4 separate regions of the Mus musculus genome follow, and all the other regions are linked to region 2. The links are chromatin contacts, called in public HiChIP or PLAC-seq and capture Hi-C maps. All regions are on one chromosome and are shown on one strand. Each heading gives the region's core, a stretch centred on a gene start, on an enhancer-like site or on the middle of the called end of the contact. The rest is flanking DNA. Distances are from core to core; before and after follow the strand shown.

Region 1 (7,141 bases), core at 1,015-3,514, 1.4 Mb before region 2:
AAACAAAACAAAACAAAACAAAACAAAACAAAACAAAACAAAACAAAACAAAACCCTTTCCTTGCCAAGTTGCTTTTGGTCATGGTCTTTTGTCACAGCCACAGAAGCCCTAACTAAGGCAGCCTAAAGACTTTAGAATGAGCGGCTGCTTTGAGTTCTTTTATTTAGGATTCAGGTGAATTCAGGTCCACCACTCCTTTTCTTTCTCTGGATATGTTTTACAACAGCAAACCTGTACACTTTAATTCTTACTAATTTATGACTAGCATTTTAAAAGACTTTGTTTATCTTTAAAACAATAATAGAATAGAACAGAAAGATGCTTACTTGGAATCATTTGTGTAAAATGTATATAACACTTTATCAAGTAAAATACATGCATTCATTAACAACATAGTTTTCGAAACTTGTCAGAATGAAAAATATGTTTAATATTAAAATAGTTGGTATAACAACAAACTATACATATCGTCATAATCACTGAAAATAATTCATGGGGCTGGAGATGTGATTCAGTAGTTGAGAATAACACTCACTTCTCAGAAGAACCCAGATTTAATTCCCAGCAACCACCTCGAAACTTGTAAAGTAACTCCAGGCCCACAGATTTCTTCTGGTCTCTATGGACACTGCATGCATGCGGTGCACATACATATGTGGAGGCAAAACACACACACACACACACATAAATAAATAATACCTAAAAATCTACAAAATACTCTGTGATATACCCAACTTTGAAAATTTTAAATAAATGTTATTAATTTAAAATCCATGTAAATATGCCAAGGGTGACTGGTGGTGCATGCTTTTCATCCCGGCACTCATGAGGCTGAGTGTGCTGGATATCTGAGTTCAACATCAGCCTGGTCTACAGAGGGAGTTCCACGGTAGCCAGGGCTATACAGAGAAACCCTGTCCCAAACAAGCAAAGCAAAGCAAAACAAAACAAAACAAAACAAAACAAACAAACAAACAACAAATAAAAAACCCCAAAACCAAAATTCAAAACAAAAACCAAAACCTTGCAGATAAATCAAAACATCACATAGTGAAGTTAACCAGACCCAGTGTCTATGCAGCTCAAGGGTCTTCTGTCTACTTAGAGCAACTCTTCTGAACCATGCTGTGCTGAGAGTCAAAGGCTTTGTTGTAGGTGAGTATTTGTCTCACATTCTTGTGTATTTGGTGAATGAGAGATTTCCAACCAATTGATGGGAAAGGGAGACAGTGGTATTTCTGAATATTAGCAACTCCAGTGTCAGGACTTTCAAATTCAAGTGTTGTTCTCCTGTCCTGGCAAAATCAGGCAGGAGATGGGGGTGGTTACAAAATGCAAGCAGAACCCACAAGATGTCGTGCCCAGCACCAGGAAGAGTACACTAAACAGAAGTAAAAATAGCTTCAGAGAGGATGTGGAGGCCAGGCAGTAATGGAGGCCTGGAGGGAAATTAAAATGCTACCGCCCCGTGTAGAGGTGTCTAATAGTTTCTTAGCAGTGAGCACCAGAACTTCCTCCTGAGCTAGCAGCCTTAATCCCAGTTGAAGGACTTGAGATCAATTCCTGAGAGGACCCAGCATGTGGTGCTGATGGCAGCACTGTTCAAAGTAGCCACAAGGTGGAAGCAACCCTGCAGATGCTGCAGTGCCATGGGAGACAGAGCCATTGCTCTGTGGAGAAGGTCCCTGGGCTACTGAGGGGCATCACCGGAGAGCTCTCTCTGCTTCTTCATAGAGAATGTCTGCCTATGGCTTCCAGTGACTCAGAGGGGATTTTGTAAGGAGGTTGATGTCACCTTCCTTCCCGTCCCTGGATTGGTCTGTGAAGATGGTTGTCAGCCTAGCGTCAGCAAGGCACATGAAAGTGTTTGAAAATGGAACAAGAATCCCACTGTGTGCACAGAGACAGCAGCCCTGCTCTCTGGCAGAGTTGATTCTCTGTCTCTTGGGAGGACAGGCTCTAGAACTTCCCCTTTTGCCTTGGAAGCAGAGGCAGAATATCTCTTTGAAACAGAGTCAGTCAGGTCACCTAAAAATGTGTTCAGATTTTGCTTTGAGATCAATCCTAGAAATGTAAGCTGCTTTGAAACTTGCTTCCTTTTGTATAAGCATTTGGACTCCTTAGGGTTTAGTGTATTTCCTCATAACTATTTCTAAGCTCACATTGTGTGATTCTACCCCCCAAAAAGGGTCAGAAGGTCTTCTCCTCAGGAAACAAGCATGTTCCTTAATCATGCTTGCTCATTTTTTACTGTTCTCCTCAGTAAATCATTCTCCTAAACGGCTGTGAGCACACACCCTCCTGCGTAGATTTCTCTCTGGCTCACACTTCCTCTTCAGTGCTGAGTCTCAGCAGCTGGATTGCCTTAGGCTGCACTTCTGCCATGGCTCCTGCAGACTTTCCAGCCTCCCTTCCTCTCTGTGTGTGCCTGCTGCTGGCCTCTGGCTTGGCCCAGGCAGGCAGGCTGCTGGTGGTGCCCATGGATGGGAGCCACTGGTTTACGATGCAGACGGTTGTGGAGAAACTCCTTCACAAAGGCCATGAGGTCGTAGTGGTTGTTCCGGAGGTGAGTTGGCAGCTGACGAAACCATTGAATTTTGTAGTGAAAACATATGCAGTTTCTCATACGCAGGAGGATTTAAACCGGGAGTTCAAGATTTTTATTGATGCACAATGGAAAAGTCAGCAGGAGGGAGGAATACTTCCTCTGCTTGATTCTCCAGCCAAAGGTTTCTTCGAATTACTGTTTTCACACTGTAGGAGTTTGTTTAACGACAAGAAGTTAGTGGAATACTTGAAGCAGACTTCTTTTGATGCTGTGTTTCTGGATCCTTTCGATGTGTGCGGCTTAACTGTAGCCAAGTACTTTTCTCTCCCATCCGTGGTCTTCAGCAGAGGAATATTTTGTCATTATCTTGAAGATGCTGCCCAGTGCCCCAGTCCTCCTTCTTATATCCCCAGAATGCTCTTAAAATTCACAGACACCATGACTTTCAAGGAAAGAACTCGGAACCTTTTGGCCTACATGGGGGAGCGTGCATTTTGTCATAAGTTTTTCAAAAGTGCTGCAGATATTGCCTCTGAAGTTCTCCAGACCCCAGTGACTATGACAGACCTCTTCAGCCCAGTGTCCATTTGGTTGTTACGCACAGACTTTGTCTTGGAGTTCCCCAGACCTGTGATGCCCAATGTGATCTACATTGGTGGAATCAACTGCCACCAGGGAAAGCCACTTTCCAAGGTACACCATCTTCCCTTTAGCACATGATGAGGTAGACTTTGGATGATGAAGTTATTCCTTGCTGGACTGTGGTTTGGCATGTATGTTCTTCTTTTTCAGTTCTTTTGATGGATTACTTTTAACCATTCACACTTAACTGTGCGTTTGTACAGCTGATAAATCTTGCTTATGGATGTGTGTACCGTTGACATTCTTATTTATTTATTTATTTATTTATTTTTTTATTTTTTTTGGTTTTTAGAGACAGGGTTTCTCTGTATAGCCCTGGCTGTCCTGGAGCTCACTTTGTAGACCAGGCTGGCCTCCAACTCAGAAATTCGCCTGCCTCTGTGCTTTTATCCCGTGTGCTGGGATTAAAGGCATGCGCCACCATTTATAATCTCATTTATAATCACCAGCCTGCATTGCTTTTGACAAAAGAGTAAGAGACACAGTAAGAAATGAAGGGTCACTTAGCTTATTCCTGTCCTCTCCCTCTTTCTGTGGAGCTGCTTCAGTCTCTGACATCTGTTTCCTTAGCCAGCTGGGCCATTTGCATTTCCTCCATGGGAAATTTCACTCACATCTTTAACCAAAGTTAGCAACGACTCTGTCTCATTTGGGGATAGTAACACTCAGACTTTCATGTATGTGCTGCATGATTTTTAGGGCTTTTTGTTTGTTTGTTCCTTGTTGATTCTTTTCTGGCTGTTTTCTTTTGATCTGCATGGTTTTTATTTGTAGGAGTCTAAATTAGTTAATTTTCCCTTTTGCTGTGAATGGTAAATTTTTCTTAAAATATTTTAGATTTCACCATGATTGGCTTTCTCTAAATCTCAAATATCTGAATGGTTTCATCACTTATGCTGTGTGGGTGTTTAAATTCCTGTAATGGTGATTATATTTTATGTTCACTTTTTTTTTACATTTTCAAACAGAATAGAATTACATCATGACTCCCCTACTATCTTCTCTCCAACCCTACCTGTGTTTTCCCACTCTCAATCTGATAGCCTCTTCTCCTTTGATAATTATTGTTACATATGTGTGTTTGTTTCACAAAAGTGCAGGTATAGGCTGCTGAGTCTGTTTTTGTTGTTTGTGTGTATTTGGTATCAGGGCTGAACACTTGGTATTGGACAGTCAATAAAGGACTCGTGCCTAGGAGAGGCCAACTCTCCCAGTAGCCTGTAGTTCTTTGCCTAGGGGTAAGACCCTGAGAAAATTTCCCCCTTCCACATTGGCATAGCCATTGTTAGTGCCATTGTTCTGGTTTCATTTATGCAGAGACCGGTTCACCACAGACTTCTTGGTGTTCTGACTGTTACCACCTTTGTAGCTCCTCTTCCACAACGGGCAGAGGCTGTGATGTGGATGTACCCATCCCAGAAGAGTTTTCACTGTCTGTGGCAAGCCCGTGCATGGTGTTGGGAAGGGAAAACATCTGTGCTAATTATCTCCCCTGCCCAGTGCCTTGGAAGCAGAGGCAGCCCATCCTTTGTCAGCAAAGGGTCTGGTTGTCTGAAGAGGCTTGTTCCCACTTTACTTTGAGACCAGTTTTAGAAATGCAAAGGTGTTTGTTTGTTTGTTTGTTTGTTAATTTACTTTCTGCTGTTTTTGGAATCCTTGGTGTCTCACACATTTCTTCACAATGGTTTGTAAATTGCCCTATGGCACATTGCCCATCTCCATCCAGTGTTAACAGTTTAAGCTTTTCTTATATGTAAACATATAAGTAGGTATCCCAATGAGAACTGCTCATTTCTTATTTCCCTTATCGGTACCCACTGTCTGCGAGAATGCCCTGATGGCTTGTGAGTCCATGCCCTCCACAAGGGAAGGTTTGATCTTCCAGGATGAATCAGAGCAGCAAAGACCCAAGGCTGGATTGCCTAGGGCTGTGCTTCTCCCATAGCTCCTGGTCTGCAGGGTTTGTAGCCTCCCTTTCTTTGTGTGTGTATTTATGTGTCTGCTGCTGGTCTCTGGCTTTGCCCAGGCAGGCAGGCTGATGCTGGTGCCCATAGATGACTATCACTGGTTTACCATGCAGAGAAACTCAGCCACAGAGGGCATGAGTGGTGGGGGTCATGCCAGAGGTGAGTTGGCACCTGGTGCAATCTCTGAATTCGATGGTAAAGTCTTAGTCATTGTCTCACACTCAGGAGGATCTGGACCACAAATTGAAGATTGTCATTGACAAGGAAAGTTACAGGAGAACATTACTTTCCCTATTCATGAGTCCACTGAATGGAGTTTTGAGGGTAACATTCTTGGCGAGTGCATCCTACCTAATCTCTGGTGTCTTATCTCAGTGCATAGCTTGGTTAGGGATGGGTTGTGCTTTGCTGACTGTGGTTCTGGCCACTTCTAAGGTCCAGCAGACCTTGTAACTGAGCCACATTTTCTCACAAATTGGCATATTTTCATGTGCAAAGAAACTTCTTTGACAAAGTGAAATAATGTTCCTTCTACAAAGTAGAGCCTACAGATTTATCTGTGTCAAAGTGAGGAATGGGGGCAGCGGGAAGGCTCAGGGGTAAGTGCAGTTCTAGAGGATCTGGTGCAATTCTCTACACACACAGAGGCTCATCTTCTGCAGCCACAGTCCTAGAGGGTCTGATGCCCTTCTTCTGGTCTCTAAGGGCAATGGGCACACAGGGATTGCACAATTTAAGTAAATTGTAAAGCATGAGGTGCGTCTATCTGTTCTTGGGGAAGTCACGCAAGGGAGTAGCAGATGGCAGGACCTTAGGAGCATGAGTCAGCTAGCTCAGAGATATTTTTCTCCCCTTTATTCCCAATCAGTAAACTGCCAAGCACAAACCAGGCCATGCGTGCACCCTTGCCCTCTTTCCCAGGGTGGAACCAGAAACTGAACAATAGTGATATTAGAGTAGCTCATTGCATCACTCTAATGTTTACAGATATTAAAGCTGTATATGATTTTATATCTACATACCTATAAAATCTGTAATGAAGTGTGGTAATATAGATTAGGGTTATGTAAATATATATATATATTTTATATATACATATATGTATATATATGGTTTTATGTATCTCCTAAAGGATTTATATGTGGTAAAGGTCTTTTGTATGTTTAAGGTTATTTATGGATAAATATGAAGAAAGACAATGTCACAAGGGATGTTAGGATACACAGACAGCCCTTTGAGTAAGAGCATGTGCATAGCATATGTACTAAGGTAAATATTCATTGAGTGACTTCTGGATGTATGCATTCCTTCATCCCTGTTTCAGGTGGGAAGGTTATTTGTCTTGGAAAATCCCATGAGTTTTATGTTGCTGAAGAACAGGAGTTGTAGCCCAGATCTTGTGTCTGATAGGAAGGAAACATTTCCTGGGGAGAAAGTTTGTGTATAATTGTATATATGTGTGTGTGTGTGTGTGTGTGTGTGTGTGTGTGTGCATATATGCATGTGGATGGGTGCATAGCTGTGTGTGTGTGTGTGTGTGTGTGTGTGTGTGTGTGTGTGGTGTACATGCATGCACATGTGCATAAGTACACACTGTGTACAGGTTATGTTTTCTGAATCTGGCCCCCTTTAAAGCAAATTTTCTTGAGTGCTTCCTTTAACAAAATCTTCCTGAATTTATTCAGACTAATATTATTTAGAGATGCTATTACATACTTTAGTATGTATGGAAAGACATTATTATATAAAAAATTGATTTAATAGGAAATAGCCAGTCCAGTCCTTTTCATTTTTGCAGTGAGTTTTAGTAGAATTTAGTACTGATTCCCACCACTGTTGATTCATGTCATTGTGGGCAATTTGGGGCCTTGGTAGCTCTGGAGTTGGGAGGCCAGTGGTCATAGGCACAGCAACAGAAGCTCCAAACTTCCAGTCTTAAGTTTGAAGGCCACTTGTGTACCCTCTGCAGTCGGCTGGCTGCCA
Region 2 (6,760 bases), core at 2,928-5,427:
TGGGCACATTTGTGAGGGAGTTTCTAGATTGGGTCAAGGTAGGTAGGCCTAGTCTACATGTAGATAACATCATTCAATGGGCTTGGGGCCCAGATTAACTGAAAAGGAGAAATCCAGCTTGGATACCAGATCCTCTTTTCTTTTTCCTGTGGACTCAATGGGACCAGCTGGCTCACGCTTCTGCTACCTTGCCTCCCTTGCTATGATGGGCCATATGCTTGAATTGTAAACCCAAACAATCCTGTTTCTTCTTGCTTTCCTTCCTCCCTTCTTTCCTTGCTCTTTTTTTTAAAGAAAATTTTTTTTTATTTTATGTATGCGAGTACACTGTCACTTTCTTCAGACACACCAGAAGAGGGCATCAGATCCCATTACAGATGGTTGTGAGTCACCATGTGATTGCTGGAAATTGAACCAAGGACTTCTAAAAGAACAGTCAGTGCTCTTAACCACTAAGTGGTCTCTCTAGCCTCCTTCCTTGTTCGTTTGTTTGTTTTAAGTTCCAGATATTTATTATTGTTTTAAAATTGTGTGCTTGTGGGTATAGGAGCTCACAGGGGGCAGAAAATGGTGTCAGATGTCCTGGAACTAGAGTTACAGATAGTTGTGAGTTGTCTAGACTGGATGCTGGGAACTGAACTTGGGTCTTCTTCAAAAGCAGTATGTACTTCTAATTGCCAAGCCATCTCTCCAGTGCCAACTTTGGAGACTTCTGGTGACCAGTTTGAGAGTCATCACATCTCACGAGACTAAGAGTACCTCTCATCAATGGACTTTCAATTACTGCTTTAAATGTCTGGAAGGACCATTGCATGAGAAATAATCAGAGTGTTTGGCTGTATTTACTGGAGAGGAGTCAGTAAGAGCCGAATGAATATTTCCGGGGTAGTGTTGATAAGAGAGCTTTATCCAGCACCTACTATGTGCTGGACATGATGAGTGGACCCTGACAGCAGCACTGAAGAAGCCTGTCTTCATGACCAATGAAATTTAATGGGGAAACCATTTCTTGGACACCTACTCTCTATTGGGCACTGCTCCAGGGCCTGAGGATGGGATGGCAGATAAAACAGATGGAATTGTAGCCTTCAGGAACCTTACACCCGAGTTAAGCAAGTAAAGAGTTGTGAGTTAGGTGGGATATGTGGAAAGAAGAAAATTGAGCCAGTGTACTGGTACCCTTTACAACTATAAAACAATAGTCCAAGGCGATGATCCCACGGTTCTAAAGGTCAGAAGTCAAAAGCATGTTGACAGAGCTCTGTCCCTTCTAGAACTTATAAGACAGCTGAGACATCCTTAGAAACTAGTGCTCTTTTTACCCACAAGGAGGTGAGGCACTAGTATTGGTGAACTGGGATGCCACTTTGCACAGGGTATCAGGGAAGGTCTCCTGAGAGGGTGGTTTTACAGTGAATACATACAGGAAACGATGAGGCTGGTGAAGGTTTTGGGGGAAGATGCTCCTGTCACCAGGTGTTCTCAGAGCACATCAAGGAGGTCAGGGTGCCTGGAGAGGATAGGACAGAGTGGAAGCAGAGGTGGTCTAGTGAGAGGGTGAATTGTGTCCCTTGGACACCCATGAACCTCTAAGTTCCATGACCCTCAAACGGGACACATTAAGAGATTGACTCTCTAAAGAGGCATCCAAGTGACGATGAGGTCAACAGGGCTGGCCCTGATCCAACAGGACTGATGTCATTCAATGAAGAGATTAGAGTGTAGACGTAGAGGACACTGGGCAAGGACGCAGGGGTAAAACGCTTGTCTCCGAATTGGGGAGGGGCCCACAGGAGAAGCCAACCTCGCTGACACCTGGATCTTACACTTCTGCTGTTTGAGCTGTGTGGTCTCTGGTGCTCTGACATAGTGGCTAGTGCTCCTGAGAAGAGGGTCGGTCCTGAAGCCCAGAGTTCCGTCTCTTCTGACATGGGTCGTCTCTGCTCTTCTCTGAAGGACATGGACTCTTATGGCCAGGGTTTTGCTCATACAGAGCCACCCTGTGTCACCTGGCCCCTGATACAACCCTGTGTGACTTGGAAGTCAGTTCATGGGCATATAAAACCACCACTACTCTGTCCACTGTTGTTGCTATGAATAATGGAGTCTTGTGTCTTCTAATCAGTCCCTTGGGATTGTGGTAGACCAATTGACAAGCTTAGTAGGATAATGCACACTGGAGATGCAGCTCAGATGAGGAAAGAAGATCAGAATTCAAGGTCAACCTTGGCTAAACAGCAAGTTTGAGAGTAGCCAGAGATATGTAAATCTCAAAATAAAAACAAACACAAGCTGTGGAAATGGAGACTCTACCCAGCTTGTGGTATGCATGCAAGCCAGGAGGGCTGGGGGAGCCAGGGAGGATGGGTGGCGTTGGAGGGAGAGCTGTGACCAGAGGAGAGCCATGGCCTAGAGGCTCACTAGAACTACTTTCTTGAGACTGGTCAATGAGGAAACAGGAAAAGGGAAGATGCCTAGGTTAGGTCTCATTCACTAATCCGAGACTACATAATGAAGCCTCAGCAGGATGACAGAAAGCGAGAAGATTCTGGCTCCGTCCAAAGGCAGAGCTGACATTCTGGGATCTAAGAGAACAAGGGAAGAAAAGACCACACACTGCATTTTCAAATTAGTGAACAAAGGTCTGTACTGCCTCGGACTGGGGTGGGAAGAGGTTCACAGGTATGGGGAAGATGTCTGATTTTTATTTTGTTATTATATTTTTAAAGCAGAGTCTCACCTTGGGTCCACAGCAATCCTCTGGTTTTAGTCTCTTAAGTGCTGAGACTACAGGATGTCCAACAGGAGAAAAGTCATGTTCAATCCAAAAGTTGGATGTGATGAGGAGGGGACAGGTGGATAGGTCTGGGACAGAAAATTTAGTGTCATCAACCTCTATATGATATTCAAAGGCATAAGAGAGGCAAATAAAACAGGTCTAAGGTTGACTCCCAGCATCATCCATATTTAAACCTTAGAGAAGTACAAAGGAACCCCCAAAGAGATTGAGAAGCCAGATGTGAAGCAGGGGAGTCCTGGAACTATTTCACAAAGAGTTGGGGTTTCAAGGTGGAGTAGGGACGAACAGTAGAATGAACCCACATGCCAGCATCTCTATTAGTGTTTCTGCTAAGGACGAAGATAGAGGCAAGGCACAGAACAAGCCAGGGCCTCTGCTGTGTTAGGGACAAGGAAGGCTGAACAGTACACTGGCTTGAGGAACACTGGAACTCGGAAGAGTTCCAAGAACCAAGAGCTAGGCTGCCTGGGGCCCTGGGCTGCCCATTAGCTTGCATTTGAACCAGGTAAAGCCCAGGGCATTTGAATCAGGAATGTGGGCTGTTTATAAAACACCCCTGCATGGTGAGACAGTGCATAGACCCAGGACCTTTACGGCCTCGGACTCGTCCTGGATCCTTGGAAATCTACAACAATCTAATTCATTTGGAGTCGTTGGCATGAGCTCTCAGCTGCAGTGCGGTCTAGCTTCATGGGCTCCTGGACTGGGCTAAAGTGGGGTTAGTGTCGGGCGCTCGGAGGGCTGCGGCGTGGAGGTTACAACTCAGTTGTGCAACATTTTCGTGGAAAAGCCTAGAAGCCCCCGTGGAATTCCGTCTCACCTACCACCCCAGCCTCAGGTTTAGTTTATTGATGAAGCGTTGGACTCCCGTGTATCCCATGGGAAGGGAAGTAACTATCCTGCTGGGTTTAGAAAGGAGGCAGAAAGTTGCCAGACGGGGGGAGGGGACCCCGCGCGTCGCAGAGGTTCCTTAAGCGCTCAACTGGCAAACAAACAAAAGCGCGGGCGGGCGGGCGGGCTCGTGCGCCACCTTCCCCGTACAGAGGCGCGGGGGCTGGCACGGGGCAGTAGGGATAACCGAGAGGGACCAGGGCTCTCAGCTCGCAGATCCGCGGGCTGTAGCGGCATCCGGACGTCCCGCGGGGCCCGCCCAGTGCGCTGCGACGCGATCGCACAGCGCACCCCACGCGCGCGGGCCGGCCGGCGTGATGGACTACAAGTCCCAGCAAGCCCAGAGGCAGCGCGGGGCGGGGTCTGGCGCAATTCCCCGGGATCCGGCGCGCTGGGAAGCGCCGCCGAGGACGCAGCGGCGGCCGGAGGGCGGCGAGCGCAGGCGGGGGCGGGGCCGACGTGGGCCAGAGCCCTGCGTGCCAGGGAGGGGGCTGGCCGGGCAGCGGCGGGCGGCGCTCGGAGCGGTCTCCGCGGCTGGCAAGGCGCCTACAGCTCGGTCCCGGCTTGGCGGACGGCGCAGGGCAGCTGAGGGCCCCGGCCCGCGCGGTAGCGCGGCACTCACAAGCGCGCGGACCCAGCCGCAGCCGTGCGCCCGGAGCAGAGCGGCCACTGCCCGGGGGCCTCGGCCCCGGCGCTCGCAGCGCCGTGCTGCCTGCGCTTTAATGGCTGCTCGGCCGGCCGGCGTGTAGGGGTGCGGGCGGCTGCGGCGCGGGAAGGCGCCCGAGCGAGCCTCCTCCGCGGCCGGCCGCGCTCCATGGCGCCGCGGTCTTCCCGGACGGCCCGCTGACCCGGGACGCTGGTCCCTGCTATGAACTGAGCCCCTCTACTGCTTCATCCTCAGCGTTCTTTTCTTTTTCTTTTTCTTTTTCTTTTCTTTTCTTTCTTTCTTTCTTTCTTTCTTTCTTTCTTTTTTTTTTTTTTTGCGCCTCCTCGGCTCCGTGCTCCCCGGGGGCTGCGGCGCCCCGGGTCTCGGTGGCCCGCGGGGCTCCGGGGCGCGGGGCGGCGACGACGGGGGGCGCGCGGCTTTGGGCGCCGCGCCTGCACCATGAACTACCAGCAGCAGCTGGCCAACTCGGCTGCCATCCGGGCCGAGATCCAGCGCTTCGAGTCGGTCCACCCCAACATCTACTCCATCTACGAGCTGCTGGAGCGCGTGGAGGAGCCGGTGCTGCAGAACCAGATTCGGGAGCACGTCATCGCCATCGAAGGTGAGGGCCAGGCCGCCCGGGGCTTCTGGAAAGCGCGGGGGAGCGGGCGCCCCTGGCGCGGCGGGGTGTGTGCGCGCGTGTGTGCTTGCGTGTGTACACACGCGGCTGCCCGGCGGAGAGAGCACTGCGGTGCCTCTTGTCCCGCAAGGCCGGCCAGTCAGCCAGGGAAGATGGGTTGTCAGCGTTCATTTGATAATGGACAATGGAGTCTCTCCTGTGAGAAAGTGGCACGGTGCTGCTACGTCCGGGGCGGCCCGCAAGCCCCGTCCGGGCCCAGCAGACGCCTGGGGGCAGCTGCTTGGGATGGCGCCACTGGATCCCTGACAGGTTATCAGGCCCGGCCTGAGTGTCTTTCGTGGACGTTGAAGATGTGTTTTGAGAAGCGCTGCTGCTGGGGATGCTGTTCCGGCCAGCTTATTCAGTTGCTTCATGGCTGGCTACCCCCCCCCCCCTCCAGTTCGCGGATACAGGGGAGGTGGCACATGTAGGAAGCCAATGGGACCCAGGCAGTATCATGCCCCAGTGCTGATCGGACTGGCGTTGTACAAACGCTGGCCGTTTTGTACTAAAATCCTGAGGCAAATTATAACCCTTCTTGGGAGGCAGGACACCTTGATACTGTCTTGCTGAAAGGGGCACTTTAATCCGTCGGCTACTTGGGAGCCACCCAAGGGGCGGAAAAGTGGATGATCTTGCTGCCTGTAAGCCTGTGTTTGCACAGAACACTGTTTTGAGCCCCCAGTGTCAGGCAAGGCAGTATCCCTGCAGGGGAGGATGGAGCCGGTGGCTTTGCCCTGGCTTGTGCTCTCTTTGGACTACCCATGGCTCCCGTTTCTCTCCTACTAGGTGCCTGACCTGTTTCCTTGGGTTGTTTCTTCGGGCCTGCCATCATTTACCTGGGGGAGCAGGTGGCATCTAAATGGGTAATGTGTCATAGATCAGCCAGTGGATTAGCAGTCTATCCTCTTGAGTTGCTGTTGGCCAGTGACAGTAAAAGGCCTGCAGGTGGCTTGTCCTAGTGTAATACTGCGCCTGCCAAAGGCTAGTGAGTCCTCTGTTGAGAGCCATGGGAACCTTCCAAGTCTAGCAGGAGTGTGTTCAAAAACAGGTGCAGGTACTGCCCTGGGCTCCTCCCCCGACTCCTCCCCCTGTTGTGAGACGGCCTCTGCCCCTAAGAAAGCTTGGCTCCCGTGTGTTCTGAACTTCTAACCCTGAAGTATTTGGGTTTAAAACTTGGCTGCTTGGATAGAGATGGTGGAGGCTCTGTTGCTGATCCTCTTGGCATTTGGCAGCCTCATGTACTTGAACCACGTCCCAGGCAGGCTGGAAGACTGACTGACTATCCACCGGATATATTGTAGTTCTAGGGGAGGGTCCAAGCAAGCTCCATCCTGATGAGGGACTGGCTCTCAGTGCACCTGGGCCCCCTGAGTGTTCATGGCTGCCTGTGGTGGCTTCAGATGCTTCCAGACCCACTAAGAGGCACAGCTTCTTCTGTGTGTCATGGAGTTTTGTGGTGTTGAGGAGGGCACTGTCTCCCCTCATCATCCTCCCAGTTGATGGTGAGGAGATAGAGCTGATGGGTTCCTCTGAGAGCCGTCTGTGGGTTCCTGTCAGAAGTGCTGAAAGGTTCTCGTGTTTCTCTCAGATGGCTGCTCAGCTTCCTGGCTGCGTATACAGAAGTCTGATGAAACCCTTTGAAAGCTGGTGCCAGGAATGGAATGCACCTGACTGGAGCTTCTTGCTCTAGAGGAGAGAAAGACCTCCAGCTGAGTGTGACTCATTTCCCATTCTTAAAGCT
Region 3 (6,743 bases), core at 1,341-3,840, 1.2 Mb before region 2:
CCCACCAACACACTAGAGTAAAGCAGGAAGGCGGCAAACCTGATGGCAAATACCTGAGTGTATTCCTTGTCTTCCTTCTTCATCAGCTTTCCTCCCCAAACTCTCAACCCTTAAGAAACAAAGGTGACAATTGAAGAAGCAATCTGAAATGCTCGCATTTCCGCTTAAAACGCTTTGATGGGAAACCAAAGCGAAGGAAGCGAAAGGCAAGCAAGCGTTCAGAGCAATCCAGGCATTGGCAGCGCCGTCAGTCAGTTTGGTGAAGGAGAAAGTTTTTAAAAAAACCAAGATTGGACAAACTTGTCACTAATGGCAGTCTCTCCTACCCAGAAGGCAGCAGGTCACCCAATTCCACCATGTACCTGAGGGGCTAACACAGCTCATATTCCAAATACATACTGTTCTTAAGTTATATATTTGGGAGGTAGGGGGAGACACGTAGCATACATTTAACCTCATCTTGGGAGTCAGTGCTTTCCTAGGGCGATCTAGAAGCCCAGGACAGAGAAGCCCACGTACAGAGAACTCTGGAGCTTGAAGGAGCGCATCAGCCCCGTCACCCCCCAGCTAGCAGAACCAGTGAGGTACACTCAGTCCTTCTAAATCCCTCAAGGAAAACACAAGTTACTTAGAAAAATGGTGGGTCTGGAGATTTCAGATTATATTATTATAACAGAAACAGAAAAAATAAATTACACAGCACCCTCTATGCTCCAGGTTTTAGCAAGGACACACCGTTTCGTATTTGCAACCCGTGTGGCATGTAACTCCCATACCCTCTTAAAAGCCCACAGGACAGACTTACCATGTCCACTGTACAGACAGATATGCGAAGAGGAAAGTTCAGATGACTAACCCAGCTCTCTGCTCATGAAGTGGAACCAGCATGTGAATTCTGGGAGGTCTGATAGCACTGACCACTGTGGGACATGACCTTTCCAGAGGACACTGATGCTCAACTACAACGGCTAAGTCAAATCAAGGCTTTGCTGAATGGCCCTCTCCGTGGAATTCTACATTTAATCGCATAAAGTGCTAATGTTGCATGTTTGAAACTGAACTCTACAATACGTGCTAAGTGCATGCCCAGGTGAACTGTCAACACACACAAATGATTCCCTCCTGTTCTCTGCAGTTAGCTCTCTGCTCCAGTCTCCACCTTAAATCTGGACTTCAGTCTACTGCATGTTAGGAAAGGCCGCGCCAAAAACGTGTCTCTCAGAACAATCAACAAGATGAGGGATTCATGGCAAGCTTGCTAGGACATAGATTTGTTAACCGACAACTGCAGCCCTAGGTGTCTATGTGTTGGCCAGACCTCAGGGAGGGCTCTTATACCAACTTGTATAGTCTCAAACTCTTCAGCAACTTCACTGTTCTCATATAACTGACATCAGTTATATATCACTGACAGAATATATCATTGAAGACAGATGGGCAGTCCAAAATACTCCAGACACTGCCTACCCCTTCACAAACAGCCGCAAGAGCACAGAAAAGCCAAGAGTCAGACAGCACACTTATGGATTCCTATATTGCTGTGTCCTGATCCCATCCAGAGAAAAGCAACCTCTTTGTAGAATTAGTTCAGTTTCTGCTTATTTAAAATGCTTACCCAACACGTGCCCTGAACAGCCAATAAGACAAAAGACAGACTGCACTTGTAGACCCCTGGCAGACTGTGATCCGAAATCCGATTTTATCAATAAATTCAGACAAACATCAGGGATGGGTCTTAGGGAAGGATACGACCTCATCAAATAACAAACTTATCCCAGTTAGAGAACCGATGAGGTTTAAGGTAGTAAGTACACTCACAACATTAAATAAAATGCGTCAGAGGTGGCAGATAATGGGGACTGTCCAAAACAGATGGGTCTACATTTATACAGCAAAGCCCATGAGAGCGGAGCAGTCCTGGGTGCTGTTCCAATGGCCTGACAGGTACTCTGGTGATGTTATACACAACCATACGGCTTACCCATGATTGTCAACATCCTTATTTTACAGAGTCACTTGTACCGCTAATCAATTAGCTCGAACTTCCATGCCAGGCATTTTAAAAAACCAGGCTGCACTGTGTCTCCAGGCATTTCTTTCAGAGAAATTAAATTGGAAATCAGCAACTCAGGGATTCAAGGTCCCTAGGAGCAAGGGGGACAAATGCAGCATTGCAAATTCTAGGCCCACTGTTCTGGCCCAGTGCCAACAGGAAGGGAGGGCTTCGTACCCTGGGGCGTCTCGTAGGTTAACGTCCTCATCTCCACCAACGGGTCGTCCTCAAAGGGCTGGTTGTACTGCGGGGAAGGGAGAGCTGGTCAGACTCCGGGGCGCTGGATCCCCGCCCACCGCGCCCTGCCCGCCTCGGCCGCCGTCCCAGCCTACCTTCGCTATCAGCCGCTTCATTAACGTCTGGAAGCGGCTACTGCTTTCCTTAAGCTGCTGATGCAGCCTGCGGTCCTGCCGACCCATAGACTCCATGGCGTACGTGGCTCTCTGCCCGGCACTGCACCCGCCCAAGCCCGTCCACAGATCAAACGTGGCGCCCCGCGCGCTAATAGGGTCTTTCAAAAGTATTTACGCAACCGATCCTGCCCGCGTTTCCGGCCGCCGCTCCCAGGGAGCACTTCCGGTGGAAACGAGAAGGGGAGGGACGAGAGGGAGGGTCCGCCGGAGCGGGTGGAACATGCGCATTACTTCATGCGGCACTCCCGCGTCCCCTAGAGGCTTCTGGGTGAGTTGCCTGTCAAGGCTCCTTCCTGGATCTACCAATTTCCCAGCTCTTGGGAAGGCTTGGGGAAAGCCAGATCCAAATAACGGTCCTGAAAGGAGTCTGGAAAGCCAGTGTTCAAAAACAAGACGCGTGTAAATGTGCTGAACGATATTATAAACGTGACAGAATCTGTGATTTTTATCCTAGGGTTTTAAAATAAACTTTCTCTCCCATTTCTGATTATAGGCTGTTTCTTGATTGTTATCTTGTTCCTTGAGGGGGTAGGTAATTTGGTGTCCATTTTATGAGGGCATTTACTTCGATTAACATTTTAGAACATTTTCAGAATTTTTGGGAGGGGTTGTCTTCTGGCAGAGCTGGGGGATTGAACCCCACTAGTTGGTTTTACTGTGACTTCATAACAGCTACATTTGTTTGCGGGTATTAACGTGATTATCACGATATGGGAATTAATGGAATCATTACTGAGTATCAGGAAGTCCCTTGAGGTGCCTCTCTACTTCTCAGCCTGCCCCCATAATCTTTTCATGCTGTCCCATTGAAACTGAGGGAGGGAAGAAGAGCTTCCAGGCTCATAGACTGTGGATGCCCACGCAATGTATTTGCAACAAGCGCGGAAGTCTCTTTCAAGATCCTGGGCTTCTGGGAGGGCCGTCGGTCGTCCGACTCTCCTGGGATTGGATGGCGGTTGCCTCATCCAATCTGTCCCTACCCCAGTATGAACCTGTTGCCTGTGGGGATGTGAGAAGGTGTTGCTTCAGAACGTTGGTGGTGGCGTCAACTAGATATGCTGTTCTGTCTCCTGAGCACCTCCAAGCCTTCCCCATCCTGATGGCTGAACTTCTCTGCACTGCAAGCTTAAAGTAAAACTTTCCTTCCTTATTTTGCTTTTTGCTAGGTGTTTTCTCACATTAACAAGAAAATATCCGAGACTCTGTCAATTTACAGATAATTTTGACTTCACATAGATCATTCACGACTACTGTGTTAGAAAGAGGCATTAATAGCTCATCAAAGTATGTTTAGTCAAATAGGCGGAGAAGGTTTCAGAATACTGATTGTCATTGAGAAAAATCAATTAAAGCATTTACATATACAAAACAGAACAGGTAATTTGGCCCAAATACTTATGAAAGTTAAGAGGGACCAAATTAAGTATTAAATAATAATAAATATAATATTGTAATAATAAATCTTACCAAGGGTTAATGATAAGAACATTTAGTAAGAAAGCCCTTCAGGGAAAAGGACAAAGGTCAGAAATTGTCAACAAGAGAGGAGGTGCAATGGGCAGTGCTCTGTCTCAAAACTAAGTTAAGGATGAGCAAGAACAAGGTCTGAGGGCGGACATAGGAAGGTGCCACATTTAAACCTATTGCTTTGTAAGTTAACTTACGAAAGTTAAAAGGGACCAAACTAAATAGTCATGTCCAGTCTAGGAGGTTAGCATAATTAACAACAGCCACAAATATTAACTATCAGGGTGAGCGTGAGGAAATGGATCTCTAACCCTTCAGGAGAGCCTTTGTTATGCAATGTTTCCAGAGGAAAGTGCAGCATGGTGTAAAATGGGCTTTCAAAAAACACACCGTACTTTGATGCCATGGGTCAACATTTTGAAACCTAAGCAATGAAAGACCTTGGCAGGAATTTAGCCTGGGGGTGTTTACAAATCTCTAACCACAGTATTTAGTATTGTGAGTGTGCTGGGGATGAGAGTGGGGGTGTGGGAGTGTGTGAGGTTCCATTAAGTTTTGAAGAACTGCATTCATTGACATTTAGAATGACAGGACAGAGAGGTCTCAAATGGAGTTTCTAAACATGTTTTGTACCGGTACTTTAAAAGTGTCTGTGTTGTGGCTGGAGATATGACTCAGCACTTAAGACCCGCACAGCTCTTGCATAGGACCCAAGTCTGGTTTCCAGTACCTTTGTCAGGATGTTCACAAAAAGCCACAACTCCAGCTCTGGGGGACACGTTCTGACCCCAATCGGCACCCACACTCACATGTAGAAACCCCCTATACAAATTAAATATAAGAAATCTTTGAAAATGTATATTGTTAAAGAAATGTTAGAGGCTACAAATGGTCAAGGTCTGAGTGCAAAAAATGTTCCTTGCAATCTTGTGTAAACTAGGGAAAAGGGTAAGTAAGATAGTGGGAGAAGAGATAAGGTTTGTGTAGACTCTTGGTCTTATTTCGGCACTGCATGATAACAGGATTGAGATAACGTTTTAAATCACTACTGATTTAATTGCCTGTACCTAGACCCTTGTCTCTGTTAATTTTAAACTTTATGTATGGCCTTGCTATAACTGCATTCTGATTTGCTTTTGTTAAACCACTTGCTTGCTCTGCCTGCCCAGCAACAAATATTGTATAAGAAAGGACTATGTTCTCTACCCAGTGTGTGCCTTCTGCCGAGCAGAGTGTTGCCTGGCCGTAATAAAGCTTTCTGGACTCTTCACTGTTGTGGGGGTCAGTCTGTTTTGTGAGGTGAATTGCCAGTGATCTCATCTGCACATAACATCTGTACTTTCACGATGCGAGTATGCGTTTATGAAAGCGTTTCCAGGATATATTCATATCAACGATGGTGTGATGGAACACTTTTAGCATTAGTTTTCTTCTGCCACGTTTTCCAGAATGGGTGCCTGTCTGTGCAAAAATGAACCTGTGTTATTCATGGAACAGCGAACACGGACAGGCAATCACATATTTTCCCCTTCATCATACAAATCAGAGTCCTTTTATCCCAGTGGGACACACGGAGGCTCCAGACATTTTAACCCTGACTCCACAGAGCTGGGTCACGTTTTACCATCACGGCCCCCTCACCCCCGCCCTACCAGAAGTGTGGATTTCTTCCCCCAGAGAAAATGGGGCTAGGGCTTCGGTGATACTTCTGCTCCACCTTCATGTGGTAGAAAATTGCCTTTTCTCCTCACCTTGGGCCTGTTTTGCAGAACAAACACATTCTTAGGGTCATAATTAATGTGGCTTAATGGGCTACACATTTTAAAAACCAATGGAAGAATTTACATTAAAAATAGAACACAATTAGATCGATTTGGGTGACCTATTTTTAATCAACCCCATTATTTATGGGTCTGAGAACTCTCATGACATCTTTCTCTGAAGCATGCAAAGGCCAGCCCTTCCTGCATTATATGTGAATAGTTTTCTAACTGGAGGCATGAGATTAATGGATAACTTCCCAAACACCCCTTTTCTTTTTTATTTTCTGAGATCACGTAGTTTATACATATTTTTTAAAAATAAAAGATTTATTTATTTTTATTTATGAGTACACTGTTGCTGTCTTCAGACACACCAGAAGAGGGCATTGGGTCCCATTACAGATGGTTGTGAGCCACCATGTGGTTGCTGGGATTTGAACTCAGGACCTATGGAAGAGCAGTCAGTGCTCTTAACCGCTGAGCCAGCTCTCCAGTTTATACATATTTTCAAGCCCCTCAAAAAAACTATCTACTGTAGGAAAGTTCTGGGTTTACCCTCGAGCCTCTTTTCTTGGTCTAGCACCCCAGTGCAGTTCTTTCTTCATCCCACACTTTACTGGGGTGTTCTAGTTTCACTCCTGTTGATAAAAGGCATAGCAACTCAGGAAGGAGAGGGTTCGTTTGTGCCTACAACTTCTGGTAGCAGTGTATCACCGAGGGAAGCCAGGACAGGATCTCAAGGCAGATGCTGGAGCTGAAACCACTGTTGCATCCTGTGTTTATCACAAGACATTTCAGATGTTGATTTTTGGGCATGAAGGTTGAGAGAGTGAGAGCAAGAGCTAGAAAGAGAAAAAGAGGGGGAGAGAAATGAAATATTGGAGCCTTTTCAAACCTCAAAGCCCACCCCTAGTGACACACCTCCTAATCCTTCCCAAACAGTTTTATCAGCTGGGAACCAAGTATTCAAACATATGAGCCTATGATGGCCATTCTCATCCTTTTTTTCTTTTTCTTTCTTTTTTTTTTTTTGGTTTTTCGAGACAG
Region 4 (7,792 bases), core at 4,495-6,994, 1.0 Mb before region 2:
TTTCTTTTTAATCTAAAAATAAAAACCAACTTCTTGCTGAGATCAAGAAACTCGTCATTTTGAAGAAAGAAACTCATTGTACTCTTTACATACATGCAAAGACCTGCCCTGTGCCCTGTCAAGCATCTGGAGAGGGGAGGGGTTTGAGAACAGAATTTTCAGTAGATGAGCGTGCTTTGCTTATTAATGATATGATTCCACCGACTGTGCATGGATGTATGTGTTGCAACAGAGTGGGATCATCTAACATCTGTGGAGAAATGAATCACCCAGAACACATGTCTTCAGATGCAGCACAGCCTGGAGACCAAGTGCAGCAGCCTCGGCCTGTCCACCGATTGTCACTAGTGTCCCAGTTACATCTCTGGCCTCATGTGACCTTTAGCAGGGCAGGTTTTGAAACAGCCCACAGTGTTGCCTAGGGTCATAAAATGAAACTAGTAACGGCCATACTCTTGTTCTACTGAGGAGGCAGCCCCAGTGTGCTCCAGGCTCTGCTGATCTCTTTCTAAACCTGCACCACTGACTCTGACAGAAATCCAACCCTGAGATCGAGGCTCAGCACCTGCAAGGCTATTTGGGATGTTTTTGTTTGGTGGGTTTGGTTTTTTATTTGTTTCTTTTTCTTCCCATTGAGCCATGGATTCTTTGCAGATGTCTTACTGGTTATCCTTATTGTTTTAGTTCAATGACTAGTGAAGATATCCCGAATGTCTATATAAGGTTACTTATAAAAATATCCCTATTGATTTCATTAAATAATCAGGGTAGGATGGGTGGATGGTTGGTCTTAGTGAGCTTGCTATTCTAAAAATGTGAATCCCATTTTCTCTGTTTTATCATGAGCCTGCCTTAGTCCCTGGATTAAACTAGAAACTGAGCAAGTGTGTCTATAATCTAGTAAATACCATTCCAGTCTTCTCTAAGGTTGCCAGAAATGATTTAATACTAGAGTAGAGAGTAAAATCTAGTACTTAGTAAAAGAGTCGTGATGTTGTTGGTGGGATTCTAAAATACATAGTTTGGAAAACCAAGGTCCAATTCCCGTGTTGCAAAGGGTCTGCTTCTTTATCTTTGTAGTTAGGACAGTTCTGTCTTGGCAATTATGGACTGGCCGAAAGAATCTGAGCTGGGGTGTTTTCCTTTATGCTTCTCTGTGGCTGGCATTGGGATTGTTAGCTTGTGCCTAAGAGCAGTGTCAGAGGCGGGTCTGATGGTGGTTTTGGCCCATAAGTCAATGACAAAAAGATGAGTGCCCCGATTTTTCCACAGCCACTGTTGATTCCTTCAGCCACTGTTGATCAAATGTCCTCTCTGCACCTAGAGAGAGCATGACTCACAAATATGCTTATTGCCTTTGCACCCACTGTCTTGTGTCAATCACATCACATCATATCATATCCTATTGTATTGTATCACACATTACCATACCATATCATATCATATCATATCATACCATATCATACCATAGCATATTATAGCATACCCTACCATACTATATCACACTGTATCGTATCATATCATATCATATACCTGCCATATCATATCATATACCTGCCATATGATATCATACCATACCATACCATATTATATCATACCATATCATATCATACCATACATATCATATCATATCATATCCCTGCCATACCATATCATATCCCTGCCATACCATATCATATCATATCATATCATATCATATCATATCATTTCATATCATACCATACCATGCCGTATCATATTGTATTGTATTGTATTAAATCATTTGTTTCTTAGAGAAGGGAAGCAAGGAGGTCAGAGAGGCCCTGCTCATAGAGGTAGTGTTGGGATTTGAATTTATCTTCTTATGCCTGCTTCCCACGCGTCTGTTTTCTTCTTGTGATACATCTGTATACGAAACTTCAATGCTTGAGATACATTTGCCATGTGCTGAGTGGCACTATATGTACTCTTGCCAAGTAGCCAGCCACAGCTCTGTGTGAGCCATGTACTTACCACCACCAACCAGGTGGGGGCACTGTTCCCTAACACCTGAGGCACGTTGGCCTTTGGGGAGTGATTTCATTGTTCATGTTTCAGACTCACTGGTGAGAATTTCTTGTTATGATCTCCAGAACATGCTTACCTACAGAAGGAGCGAGACTCCACAAAAAGAGTGGGGGACCTGCACGGGGGCCCCAGAGGCAAAACCTGACCACACCCCATTCTCCACTTTCCCCTGGCTCTCATTCCTGCCTGCTCTGCATCTCTTACCAATGCTCTACCACATACAGTGACTTCCCAGGATTTGCAGTGGTTATGCTTTGATGTGCTTGCCTGGGGTCGATCCGATCCATCCCTCCAGGTTGAACTTAGTATGCAACAGCATGCCACCCACTTCCACTGACTACTCCACTCCAAGCTTAAACCAAAGTTCTTCCTTAGAGACCCACCTGTCTCCCTCATGGCTGTGACTAGCATGCCACAGACATCAGTTCAGGCTTCCTTCCTTCCTTGCCCCTCTCCATGTTCTTGGCTCCTCTTCCTTTCTAGCTGAATGTGTCCCAACTCTTCCTGGCAGTTCTTGTTGCCCTCAAAGACTCAGTCACTAAGTCCCCTTAATACAAGTTCCAGGGAACCCTATTAACCTGAAGAATGAAGTCTGAGGTCCTGAGGACTATGGCATATGGGCAGCCCCCCACCCCAGTGTGGTCTCTGTCTGCACCCCTTATTGACATCCTGCCTTCCTCTGCCTCTGCCTCACATGGATGTCTCACACAGTGTGCAATCCCCACTAGATCCTGGGTCTCACGTTCATCCCCAGGTCCGGTCCAGTTCACCTGAGTGCACCTCACTCTGCACTGCCCTTTTCAGGGGCTGATTCCCCCTTGTCTCTGTAGTCAGGCATCTAGAATCTCATTTACAGTGCGTAGTAGGGCGACATTCATCTTCTCCACTGGCTTATGACTTTAAATATTTGGGGAAGTCAATATCGTGTCTTTTTTTTTTTTTTTTAATCTTTACAACCCTCCTTAAATGTTCCACACACTCTTGCTTACTGCACAGATTAACTGATGGGTGGCTGAGCGGATAGATTTGTGGAAATTTGGTCTCTAGCCCTATCTCCTCAGACTGTCACAGCCTCTGGCCAGCCACTGCTTTGATTGGCCCCTCTGTCTCTCATTCACAGACTGATGCCTGGCTAGAGCCCCTGCAAGGAGTTTCTCTGGTCTTCCCTGTTTTGAGACATGAGTTCCTATTCTGTGGCTGTGTCTCTGTCCCCTGATCAGGCTACCTCATCTACCTGTGGTGTTTCTCATCCTGTCTTTGGTCCAAAGCAGGCTGCTCAATGTGGAGCTGTTCAAATCTCCTGTAGCATTTAGATCACTTTCTGAGCAGTGCCCAAGCATCCCAGGCTGAGCCTCCAGCACAGGGATGCTAATGCACACTGTGGTGGTCTAACCTGCCCTTCCTTCTCAGGGTGCAGATGCATACTATGGTGATCTAACCTGCCCTTCCTTCTCTCTTGAATAGATTTCATGAAAGAAAGAGAAGCAGAAGCTGAAATGAAGAAAGGCATGGAGAATGGTGTCTTTTTCCTTTTTATAATCTCCACTCTGCAATAAAGATCTTTCCCTTCCTTTACTGCTCTCTCATTGTCTGGTTTGGAATAGAGCATCACTAAGTATCCAATTTCAGATTAGAGCATCACTAAGTATCCAATTTCAGATGAGAAATTGATGTTAGGAGGCATGAGGAGGATGCTAGGGATGGAGGCTCACAAAGTAACTATGTTTCGAGTGTTTTCAGCCAATTGACAATAGATATTAACATCTTGTTAAAAGCAAGCAGACTCAAGCATCCTGTTGTCTTTCTTTGTAAGTCATCATGGTGACTTTTAGGGCAGGAATACTCTCCCATATGATACAGACAACATGGTACATAACACCATTTGCTCCTTAAGCCCCAGAGAATGGATGAGACGGCACACACCCATGCAGTGGGATGTGACTGACCACACAGCAGCCTGGGTCATCAGGTGGAGAAAATGCTGACACAATAGCGCAATCTGCTAATAACAGAGAACATCTTTGGTGGGAGAACAGGTTACTTTGTACACTGTCCTGTGTTTCTGTACACATAGAACTGTTCCAAGAATAGTTTAGTGGACTGGGGAGACGGCTCAGTGGGTGGGATTGATCAATGCCCATAGGAACCTGAGTTTGAATCCCTAGATCTCATCTATTTAAAAAAATAAATAAATAAAACCAAGGCTAGGTATGGCCACACATGCCTATAGAGCTTTGGGTTCAGCAAGAGATGCTTCTCAAGGAAATAAGGCAGGGAGTGAGGGAGCAGGGTACCTAGGATCTTCCGCTGCCTTCTGTGCGCTTATGGATTTTAACTAAGAAAAAAATTGATTAAGTGGCTAAAGAGTAAGACTCATTGCAATCGACCACTGTGCCTATAGGAGCACCACATACTACTACTGCATTCCTTTAGATTTCTTAGTCTAATAAATTAGCTACAGAATGAAATATCCTCCAAAGTGGGCATTCCCAACAAACCCGCCTAGGGAATAGGGCTCATCCCCAAATCTGCCTCCTTTGGACATCATTTGTGGTTTGGTGTGAGTCGTGTGTGTGTGTGTGTGTGTGTGTGTGTGCGTGTGTGTGCACATGTGTGTGCCTGTAAAACTGTGAGATGGCATCCGTTCTCCCATTAAGAGTTTAGCATGTTGGCACAGCAGTGCTTGTTGGTGACCCTTGAGAAGCTAAAACAGGAGAACTCTAAGTTTGAGACCAGCTTCAGCTTCGTGGTGAGACCTACTCTCACAGAGTTGCTTGTGCCAGCCTTCTGAAAATGACAGCAAGTCAAGATGCTATACAGAATGCTTCTTATATGCAGCTACCTGGCACTTACTGAATGTGTTTCAGGTTTGGCTCCTGCTTGTATCCTGTCATGGTATTTGTTTCAGACACAGACACGTTGTACTGAAGACTGAAGAATTAAAACGTGTTGGGGAATGGCGCTGGTCTGGAGGAGATGAAGATATTCTAAAGATACATGTTTAACCAACATTCATAAAACATAAACTCTCTTCTGCCTTTATAGTTGAATCCAATCACTCCCTCTACCTTGGTAAACTCCCACACTCTGGGCCCACCAGAGTCCTTATCTGTAGACATCTCTGCAGGGCAGCTGTGATTTCCCTTATGGTCAAAATAGGCTAAAATTTACACACAATTTTGTTATGAATCTACATAATTATGTAATTTCCCAGTCTTTGAATTTACTGCACATTTCTTCCACATTCCTCTGGAGAAGACAGCAGCAAACATACATAGGTGTGAAATGGGTGGCCCTTGCTCCGCAATTGTCATTGGTACTGGAGCAAGCCGGAGGCAGGTGTGAACTGTCATTGTGAGTCTGTCTGTTCCTTGGGAGAGTGAGAGCCAGCACCCGCACTGAGCATGCCTAGATGCACAGCAGTGTAGCCCAGGCCTTCTTAGAGGGTAGCTTTTCTGCAAGTATTCACCAGCAAGCTAAAATATCAACACGGTTGATGGAGAAACTGGGTTCGCCAGCTGCTGCCGTCAGTGGAGACATTAGGAAGATGGACTGAGCTGGTGAGATTCATAGACTCCGAGAGTCCCCGGCCAAGGTTGTTTGCAAGAGCTGATGTGATCACGGCCCTTCAGAATGATGTGAGGTATTTTCGATTAAACAAGCCAGCCCCTTAGCTGTTCTCAGGGGTGGGGCTGAGGAATGCAGTCAGTGCTAGGACTCTCTCTTTTGACTCTGACCTCAGTGGAAACCACAGAGCAAGACAAACAGTGACAACCCTTGCTACAAGAATGTCATTGTGCCACCATCGGGCTTCCAGCAGAAAAATTCTGGCTTCTCTCCAGAGGCAGGTGTGTGGGAGTCACCTGCCAGAAGTGATCTTCTCCCCCTCCCCGCCCCCGTTCCCCCCAGAATCAGCAGCCACATCAAGCTGTTGCCTTCTATAGAGGTCCTGGGAATCTGCTGCACACAGCCCTGTGGGGCTGTGTTTACTCTCTTGTCATTTCACGTCTGGGAATGAAAAGTCGCTCAGAGGTTAATGCTTCCCTCATGTTCCATCCCTGGAATGTCTCAGTGTGGCCTGGCCTGTTGACAACATGGCATGCACCATATTGTCCCTATGTCACCTGGGACACTCTTGTGGGAAAGAGCTGGCTGGTTGGTTCCCATCCATGTGAGGGCTTCCTCGGCTTGGATGTCGGTCAAGGTCTTCCTTAAGTTTAGAGGGAATGTCCTCAGACTCTCCGTCCTGTGAGGTTTTTGTGCCCAGGTTGGCAATAAAAGATGGGATTCTGATTGCGCATCTTACAGTTCTGCACACATCTTACAATGGTGGGTCTCATTTCTTTGGTGGTTAACGGGCTGGCTGTTGATCACTGGAGAGAGTTTGTGGAGGAGAAATGTCAGTGTCTTGAGGTGAGAATTACTCTGAGGGTTGAATCCTTGCTGCTGAGGAGCCCAGTTCTAGACCAAGTCCTTCAGGATGAAGCTAGAGTTAAATCTGACTAGACTGATTGATTCTGAGTTTTCAAGACTGACTCTATCTTCCCCTTCTCCTCCTCTCCCCTCCCCTTCCCTTCTTCCTCCATTTTCCCCCGTCTAATGCTTGTTACATTAGATGCCTGAGAAGGGAAAGGAGAATCTGGGTGAGGACATAAAATTTCTAGACACTGAGCAGAGCCCAGTGACCTTTGAAGTCTAAGCACAGCCTGCAAGAGGTGCAGTGTGGTCAAGGGCCCCAGCTGGGGTTGCTATAGTAACAGCATCAGCCACCAGTCCAAGTAGCACATGATCTCCTGTTGTAGTGCATCCCAGGGGCTTACAGAATGACTTAGGAATAGGAAAGAACCAGAAATATCTTATTCTGTCTGGGCTGCTATAACCAGATACCACAGAGTGAGCAGCTTAAGCTACAGAAATGTAGTTTTTGTGGCTCTGTGTCTGGGGAGGCCATGATCACACTGTCATTAATTTGGTTCCTGGTGAGAGCTCAGTTCAGGGCGTGCAGATGACTGCATACAGTGAAGGGCAAGCCCTGGTTCCACTTCTTATAAGGACACCAGTCTGAGCCTCATGACCTCATTTAAACTTGTCTTCCAAATACCATCATATGGGGAATCAACTTGCCCATGGGAGGAACACCAACATTCATTTCAAAACAGACAACATGGGGCTAGAGAGGTGGCTCGGTGGCTAAGAGCACTGGCTCTCTTCTAGAAGACTCAGGTTCAATCCCCAGCACCTGCTGATAGTTCACAACCTTCTGTAACTCCAGTTGCAGTGGACCAGATGCCCTCTTTTGGCCAATGTGACACAAGGCACATTGTGGTGCACAACTATATCTATGGGTAAGACACGTATACACATAATCTAAAAATAAAACAGAACTGCAAACAAAAACAACAACCAGCCAAACAACAAACAAACAGCAACAACAACAACAACTAAAACATGCCCTCATGAGACACTGGATTAATCAGACCCCAGCAGCTTTGAGAGCAGAGTCACCACCCTCCTCTGCCTCGTGTTATCTCATCCCCATGACAAAAAGAATAAGTCAGTTACATGTCTGGATTCTCAGTGGCTACAGTCTCCACTGTTAGCTCACTCCACACAGGCATCTGCACAGAGCGGTAGGACAGTAAGAGACGCAAATGAGCTGGGATCCCTGCATTTCTCAAATGCACACACTTGAGGTGCACATTCACCATAAGCCCACGCCTGTCCTAGCCCCTCCTCCTCCTGACTC

Evidence for each region. HiChIP or PLAC-seq counts read pairs in DNA pulled down with a chosen protein or histone mark. Capture Hi-C pulls out chosen DNA fragments and counts their contacts.
Region 1: a contact with region 2 is called in a capture Hi-C map of embryonic stem cells, with 8 times the contacts expected there. The contact joins the promoter of Ugt1a7c here to the promoter of Agap1 in region 2. A contact is called at or near these places in 4 of 39 promoter capture datasets (embryonic stem cells, hippocampal neurons and liver) and 1 of 9 other capture datasets (embryonic stem cells).
Region 3: a contact with region 2 is called in a FOXA1 HiChIP or PLAC-seq map of pancreatic cancer cells. The contact joins the promoter of Hjurp here to the promoter of Agap1 in region 2. A contact is called at or near these places in 1 of 39 promoter capture datasets (the SN4741 cell line), 1 of 484 Hi-C or Micro-C datasets (cardiomyocytes) and 1 of 115 datasets of contacts at active chromatin or transcription factors (pancreatic cancer cells).
Region 4: a contact with region 2 is called in an HNF4G HiChIP or PLAC-seq map of pancreatic cancer cells. The contact joins the enhancer-like site here to the promoter of Agap1 in region 2. A contact is called at or near these places in 1 of 15 datasets of contacts at CTCF or cohesin (the NIH/3T3 cell line) and 4 of 115 datasets of contacts at active chromatin or transcription factors (embryonic stem cells, extraembryonic endoderm stem cells, pancreatic cancer cells and 1 more).

What each region holds. Positions count from the first base shown.
Region 1 is chr1:88,092,737-88,099,877 of GRCm38.p6, forward strand. It overlaps Ugt1a7c (UDP glucuronosyltransferase 1 family, polypeptide A7C), which reads left to right and starts at 2,265. Exons shown (of 5, transcript NM_201642.4): 1 at 2,265-3,242. The coding sequence starts at 2,385. All of the region lies in intron 1 of Ugt1a10 (UDP glycosyltransferase 1 family, polypeptide A10), which reads left to right. All of the region lies in intron 1 of Ugt1a9 (UDP glucuronosyltransferase 1 family, polypeptide A9), which reads left to right. The region is part of intron 1 of Ugt1a8 (UDP glucuronosyltransferase 1 family, polypeptide A8); the gene reads left to right.
Region 2 is chr1:89,450,634-89,457,393 of GRCm38.p6, forward strand. Agap1 (ArfGAP with GTPase domain, ankyrin repeat and PH domain 1) reads left to right here and starts at 4,178. Exons shown (of 18, transcript NM_178119.3): 1 at 4,178-4,959. The coding sequence starts at 4,797.
Region 3 is chr1:88,274,989-88,281,731 of GRCm38.p6, forward strand. It overlaps Hjurp (Holliday junction recognition protein), which reads right to left and starts at 2,591. Exons shown (of 8, transcript NM_198652.2): 1 at 2,386-2,591; 2 at 2,231-2,297; 3 at 54-109. The coding sequence starts at 2,481.
Region 4 is chr1:88,422,812-88,430,603 of GRCm38.p6, forward strand. It overlaps Spp2 (secreted phosphoprotein 2), which reads left to right. Exons shown (of 8, transcript NM_029269.3): 8 at 3,511-3,627. Among named protein-coding and RNA genes, the nearest start is that of Spp2, 20 kb to the left of the region's middle. Within about 2 kb of position 5,745, at least 26 of the 459 cell types and tissues checked have an H3K27ac peak or open chromatin away from gene starts, as enhancers often do. A contact at or near this core is called in pancreatic cancer cells, where this site is marked.